2 separate regions of the Mus musculus genome follow, and region 1 is linked to region 2. A link is a contact called in public Hi-C data. All regions are on one chromosome and are shown on one strand. The core of a region is the stretch at or near the end of the contact, and the rest is flanking DNA. Distances in the headings are between cores, read along the strand shown.

Region 1 (3,419 bases), core at 611-3,110, 150 kb before region 2:
TACATGCCATGATGTGGAAGTGGAAAGAAGAGAACAATTTATCAGGTTTAATTCTTGTCACAATATTCCCATTGGGGTTCTGGGGATCCCGCTCAGGCCATTGGACCTGGCAGCCAGTGTCAAGCCATCTCTGCAGCGCTGGATGAAATGCCTAGCATAGATGGAGTGTGTGCAGTAGTATCACAAACCTGAAGGGTGGAGCAGTTTATATACTGGTACCAAACAACATGGCCATCTTGGTACTGACAGCAGCTGCAAAGCTGGTCATAGTCCTCATTCAGACGCTCCTTCAACTTGAGGTTGATATAAAAATCCCACGGGATAGGCTGAGATGATGCCTGTAAGACAGAATATTTAAAATGGAAGGGCAATTAGAACATGCGGATTGATTAGGCTGGCAGATTGGAAGCACTGTTGGAGACAAGATCTCACAATGTAGCCCTGGATGGCCTAGAACTCTCTCTACAGTACTGTAAGGGGAGGTGCTGATACTATGGTCTAGTTCTCTAATTGGTTCTTGATTTGTCAGTAGAGAAGGCTGGGAGCTAATTGTTGCTGGGTGGGTGGTACAGGTGAGACCTCTGGGTCCCAGGAGGAAAAGGCAGAAAGGAAAAATAAAGACATTTACTTTGTGTGTGTGTGTGTGCGTGTGTGTGTGTGTGTGTGTGTGTGTGCATATGTTGTGGCAGGGGTATGAAGGTGACAGGACATTTACTGTGTGTGTGTGTCGTGGCAGGGGTATGAAGGTGACAGGACATTTACTGTGTGCGTGTGTCGTGGCAGGGGTATGAAGGTGACAGGACTGACGACGTTTTTCCCTGCCCGTTTCCGGGACTGAACTCAGGCTGACAGGCTGGTGGAAAAGCACCTTCATCCACTTGGCCACCTTGCTAACCCAAGAAAACAATTTAAAACTTCATTAATATCTCAGCAAAATAAAAAATATTTCCTCTTCGCACGAAATGTAAAAACCTATAAAAAGGATAGGCTGTGGTGATAAGAGTGTGAGCCTGCAGGTCGTACAGTGCAGGACTTGGTCGATGGGCATAACGGAGACAGGGTGCAGGGCAACATCCGGTAAGTCACACAGCACGTGCATTATGTCAGTGCTGTAAGTAACATGACAGTGATTTAAAGCATGGGAACGGTCTGTGCGTCATCTGCAATGACTGTCAGTTACAGAAAAGACTAGAGGGCCTTCGGTGTGGGTGTCCCGCACAGGGAGGGGAGCTTCAAGTGCAGTCACCTGCAGCTACCAAGAGACAACTGCACTAAAGGAAAAGAGCAGCAGCAGCGGTGGCTGGAGGAGGAATAAAAAGATTTTGCGTTTTCTTTTGCTTGTCTGTGGGTGGGTAAGGACATCCAATTCAGGTTCCCTCAGAATTCAGGCCTCAGATCGCCGGGAGCTGCAGTCACAGGTGGTTGTGAGCCACCCACTATTGGTGTGATGACTCAGTGGGCAAAGGTGTTTTTCACCAGCCCATATGATGGGAGAGAACTAAGAACCACAAACTGTCCTCTGATCTATACACACAAACACAAATAAATCCTAAACAAAGAAATAATTGTACAGGAAAATGAATGCACTAATATGAGAAATTACAAATTGAGAAAGCAGAAAATTGAAAGAAACATCTTTTCCTCATAGAAAATGTCACGCCTGAAAGGACCCCAGACTGAGATGTGTACTGACGTGTGCCTAGCACTTGGATGATAACAGACTTACATCACAGTGTGGGACTCTTACACCACAACAAGACTTCCAGGATCTAAAGATAAGGGGAGATTTCACACAAAGCCACTAGAATTATAATGACAGCTGGCCCTGGTGACACATGCCTGTAATCCAATTATGCAGGAGGCAGAGACAGGAGGATTACTGGTTTGAAGCCAACCAGGCCTACATAATGACCTTTATCTTACACCACCAAGATGACGGACGCTCACCAGAGTAAACTTCTGTTCGCACAAAAGCCCCACTGCACTTGTAGAGCCTGACTGCACAGTGGCTGACTCCTGACCCCCTTTCCTTCGTCCCTTCGTACACTAGCCAAAAGCTAAAGACTATGAGGCTGGACCCCAACCAGCCGAGAAAAGACACAGTCACCACATCGCCACTAACGCCCAGAGAGCATCTGTGACGGGGTGTGCGTGCTTTGGGGTCGAGCAGCACATCCTCTTGCAAACAAAATTGCTCTGCTGAGCTTAAAAACAAAAACAAAAACCAAACAAACATCAGGATGGCAAAGACTTCAAAGGCAAGGTGAGGAGCTGAGGACACGCCTCGGTGGTGCTGCGTTTGCCTAAGTAATGTCTATATTCAGGTTCTAAAACTGTGCGGGAAAATACACCAAGAAACCAGTCAACCAGATAACAGTAAGAAAACAAACAAAACCAAGCACAGTTATAAAATAAGGCTTTAGAATTCTAAAAAAAAAATAAAGAATTCTGTATCCAGTCATGCTACCGATAATGAAAAGACAGAGAATAAGGAATTTTCAGACCCAGAGGGTTTAAAGACCCTTTGCTTTCAGTTCCTCAGAAAGGCACTAAAGGGTGTACTTTTCCAAAATAAGAGGAATTAAACCAAGGAAGAAACGGGAGGGAAAGGGTGTCCAGGTTCCAATATAAGAAAAACAAACTGAGGTTTCCCCACAGTGATGGAGAACTGAGATTTCAAGGTATATGTGTGAAGGCTAGAATACAACCTGTCCCGAGAGGAGCAGTCCACACACTCCAGGGCCTGTTTCCTCAGAAAGAGAAAGCCGGAAGGATACCTCGTAAGCTTAGACATGAGAGCGCATGTGCACAGCCACCCCTCAGTTTTTAGCTTTGATCTTGCCCTAGAACGGTGACTGACTTTTTGGCGTCCTAGGTTTTACAGTACTACAAGGACACACTATCTCTTCTTTGCTGACTTACAAGGTGATGAGATCACAAAGGGCCCACCTCACCTTTATCATGGTTAGCTCTGCAGAGCTTCTTGGTGCCACCCAGAATAACCTGTAATCGTCACATGTTAGGTGCTCTTGCTTGATGACGTAATCCTCAGGACCTGTTGAGAAGGTTTGGTTCCATTTTAAAGTCACTGTGAATATATGTAGGTCCTTACACTTTACCTCCTGGCTTAAGTGTGAGAAGTGCTAGTGTTTTTGCCATTAAGTGGCATCTAAAATACTCTTCAAAGTTATTTATATAAAAATCCAAAGGAGCCCCAGGCAGATGGCAGTTAAGAGGACTTAGCAGTCTTGTAGAGGACTCAGGGTTAATTCCCAGCACCCACATGCCGCCTCACAACCATCTGTAAACGCAGTAAAGGGATGCAACAGGCATTACATACATGCAGGCAAAACAGTAAGTAAAATACATAAATCTAAGAAAAATACTAAAAGAGGCAAAAAAAAAAAAGAAGAAGTAGT
Region 2 (3,621 bases), core at 681-3,180:
CATCTACCTTCCTACTTTAGTTTCCTTATCTCTGGGATTATAGGCACGTGTAGATACACTCAGTTCTGCCTTCTTTATAGTGTGTTCTCTATGCCACAGGTGGGGGAATCTTTCAAATATAAATATGATTTTCATTGTCTGTGTACGGCATTCTTATCAAGACCTTCTCTCTGGATTTGCTTTTCGGGTTTTCGAGACATGGTTTCTTTGGCTCTCCTGGAATTTACTCTAGACCAGGTTGGCGTAACTTTTGAATTTTCTCAAACCCTACTTTTAATAATGGTTCCTAAATGCTCTAACCTCCCTTCTAGCCCACTACCTACAGGTTATTAGGATACAGGGGAAGTGTATCTGTTTAGAAATTATTCTTTGGAGCAAATCCCACCCCCATTGTCAGGAAATCAGCAGTTCAGTTCATAGCGTTCAGTAGCAGCAGCTCCATCCACTCGCAAATACTTCATTAATACACCGAGAAGCAGCCCAGCAGTCCAACTCAGAAGTGTTGGGATGGCAAACATGAATCAGCAGTGGTGGCATGACCTAGCAGAAACTGCCAGGCCTCCACCAAAACCAGCAGGAGCAATTAAGCCAGGAGAAGTTCTCTGCCATGTCTCTCTGAATGACGTGAAGATCATTGAAGACGCAAGACCGAGAAGCACTCCAAAACTAACTATGCAAGCCCCCATCACTGTCCATTGAGTCCTATTTATACTCCCTCCAAACATCACGTGTCCTCTAAGGGTCTTGCCTCAGTCTGACTTAGCAAAACTCCATGAGTCTGTATCAGCTGACATCACTCTGCCAATTGGCTGGAGTCCGAGGAAGTGGCAAGAAACTGCAGCATATCACCAGAAGTTTTTGTGTGTGTGTGTGTGTGTGTGTGTGTGTGCATTTCTCTCTATGGGGTCATGACAAACGGAGCTCAGCTACTCAATGTAAGGTGAACCAATGCATGCATGTTGTTATCGAAGAATCCTTCATCTCTCATTCTTTCTAAACATCCTTTTACCTGTGTCTGCTTCAGCGAAATGTTCTTTGATATAACCGATTTACCAAAGAAACCAGAAGTTTCCACTTTAGGCTGGCCTTGAACTCAGAGATCCTCTGCCTGTCTCTGCCTCCTGAGTGCTGAGATTAAAGTCATGGGCCATCATTCTTGTCTGAATTTAAGATTTTTAAACATCTTAAATCCAGATACTCACACTCCACCGATGAGCCACTCCCTCCCCACTCCCCTCTTTCTACCAGGAACAACATCTGAGCCTTCTGTGGCTATGGGCCCTGCTAACGGTGGCAAAGGCCCCGTGTGATCCCCGGCTCCTTCTCCAATCACTTTCACATATTTTCCCACCCTCTGAAGTAGGATAGAAAGAAAAAACTATGGACCCTGGAAACAAAAAAAAAAAAACAAAACAAAAAAAAAAGCACCTTTTTCTGGGGTCTAGCCTGTGCTTCCTGCTGACTTCAGCACTGCCGATGAGATAGATCAACAGTGCCTTCAGAGCAAGTACTCTTTGTCTAAAGATACCTCAAACAAAGATACTGAAACAGCGAACTCTGCTGTTTTAGCTTTCGGCTTTGAGTTTAACTTGGAGCTCCTTGGCCACTTATTCCTAAATGTAAACAATGCATCTATAAAAACACCTCACATCTTCATCTTCATCAGCAAGTTCTGAGAAACCAGATCATTGTGTAAAAAATGGGGAAAGTGAGTCAGTGGACTCTTGGGTGACTTGCATATGTCTATCCAGTCTTTCTTTTGCTCTCATTCCCTCCTACAGCCTACGGTGTAGCTTGACAACGCAGTCCAACCACCGAAAGCAAGCGTCACTCCTCATCCTGGATAGACGCGGGAGGAGGCGCCGAGCGCGCAGGCGCAAGGCAACCCGAGCGAAGCGAGGATTGACGGAAGACGTGCAACTAAAGCGGAAGTCCCGCCCAGCGCGAGCGAGTTTTCCGGCTGTAACCGCTGGAGGCTTCTGCTGACGGCGTCGGACCTGCGGAGCCCAGGATGGTGTTGCTCGAGAGCGAGCAGGTACCGGCGGCCCCGGAGGGCCCGGGACTCGAGCGAGTGGGGTCAGCTCGGGTCGCGGTTCTCCCTTTGCGGGCGGGCCGGGGCCGTGAGGCGGCGGGGCGAGGAGCGGAGGCTGCCTAACGGGGCGTGTTGTGTTGCAGTTCCTGACGGAGCTGACCAGGCTCTTCCAGAAGTGCCGCTCGTCGGGCAGCGTGTTCATCACCCTCAAGAAATGTAAGCAATCTCCGGGGCCGCCTGGGAGGGGACAGCCCGGCCCCCGGCCTGTCCGCACCGGCCACCTCCGGGGCTCGTGGCCGGTGCGGCGCCGGCCACCCACTCACCGTGACAGTGGGGCCCCAAGTGTGTCCGACGCCCGTTGTCAGGCAGCCCGGCCCCCGCTCCGTTAGTGAGGAAGAATATGCCTCGGGGTCCCAGTGTTTATCGAGCGAGTCGTTGCTCCTAGTTTTGGCTGTATCCTGAGTGATGGCGGACCCTTCCTTACGATCATCACTTTGGACCCAGAAGCAACGCCTGTGGTGGTGTTTACCTGGGTGGACTTTTTTTTTTCTTAAACACAGATGACGGTCGCACCAAACCTATCCCGAGGAAGAGTTCTGTGGAGGGCCTCGAGCCCGCAGAAAACAAGTGTCTGTTGAGAGCCACGGATGGGAAAAGGAAGATCAGCACCGTGGTGAGCTGGAGGCCTTTCTTAAGGCTCTGCTTTCTTTTGAGTTGGCCTGGCCGACTCAGAAAAAGTCAGTTTTCTCTCAAGTAGCCAAGGTACAGGAGCAACCTATCTCAGTGCTAGCTAGGGGAACACATTTAAAAAAAATTAAAATAGTGTCTTGCAGTCTACTCAGGCTGACTTTGAACTTGTGATTTAGGAAGCTCACACCAGGCGCTTCAGCCCGTGCTGGTGTCACAGGAGTGTCTCATCAACTGAGACAGATGACAGTGATGGTTTTTGTGAAGTTGGAGATGTGACCCAAGCCAGGGTCTTCATCCCGCTAAGTCATCGCTCTGGGTTGAGCCTCACCCCCACCCCGAGGGAGGAGGGGCATGTCAGGATTAGGTCCGGGTCCCCCTTCCCTGTCATTTTGGCCTGTCACTCCCAGGCTGTTGTGGGATCAGGATCTACTTCTGCTTCTTTTTGGTGGAGGGGGTGGGTTGTTTGGTTGGGATAAGGTCTCGGGTAACTGAGGTTCCTTAGGTCGCCTCTGTCTCCAACGTGGTGGAATCCTAGGTGTGCACCACCTTCACAGTTCCTGTTTTTGTAGGACAAACTATCAGCAATAAACTGTTAGGCAGAAAGTAGAGGCCGAATGCTTGTTCTGCTGGAGTCCGTGGTAGTGAGCATGTGGTCCGTTTTCCTAGGAGTTGCTGTGAAGCATGACTGGCTGTGTTTTCTTTCTCTGCTGCTCCATCAGTACATAGGTTCTGGGAATTAGATGATTATTTTTAACCTGTTTTTTTCCAGGTCTTTGTGGCTCACTTAACAAATGTAGCTACAGGTTAGGCTTGGCACTACAGAGGATATCTAGTCAAGAACCATGATCTTTTTATGAAAGGGTGAATATGCAAAACAAAGATTCCCTGGATTCAGAGCG

Evidence for each region. Hi-C and Micro-C count contacts between places; a contact is called where the count stands out from the background.
Region 1: a contact with region 2 is called in a Hi-C map of the N1E-115 cell line, with 10 times the contacts expected there. The contact joins the enhancer-like site here to the promoter of Srp14 in region 2. A contact is called at or near these places in 10 of 39 promoter capture datasets (the C10 cell line, the HPC-7 cell line, cranial neural crest and 7 more), 4 of 15 datasets of contacts at CTCF or cohesin (the NIH/3T3 cell line, embryonic stem cells and stem cell-derived epiblast-like cells), 30 of 484 Hi-C or Micro-C datasets (the AML12 cell line, B cells, CD4 T cells and 17 more), 32 of 115 datasets of contacts at active chromatin or transcription factors (the 230-238 cell line, DN3 thymocytes, the HPC-7 cell line and 22 more) and 4 of 9 other capture datasets (adipose tissue, liver, macrophages and 1 more).

Annotation. Positions count from the first base shown.
Region 1 is chr2:118,632,047-118,635,465 of GRCm38.p6, reverse strand. Bub1b (BUB1B, mitotic checkpoint serine/threonine kinase) reads right to left here. Exons shown (of 23, transcript NM_009773.3): 18 at 2,955-3,055; 19 at 189-338. Among named protein-coding and RNA genes, the nearest start is that of Pak6, 30 kb to the left of the region's middle. Within about 2 kb of position 1,860, at least 4 of the 459 cell types and tissues checked have an H3K27ac peak or open chromatin away from gene starts, as enhancers often do. A contact at or near this core is called in the N1E-115 cell line, where this site is marked.
Region 2 is chr2:118,478,005-118,481,625 of GRCm38.p6, reverse strand. Srp14 (signal recognition particle 14) reads left to right here and starts at 1,930. Exons shown (of 5, transcript NM_009273.4): 1 at 1,930-2,035; 2 at 2,176-2,248; 3 at 2,593-2,705. The coding sequence starts at 2,012.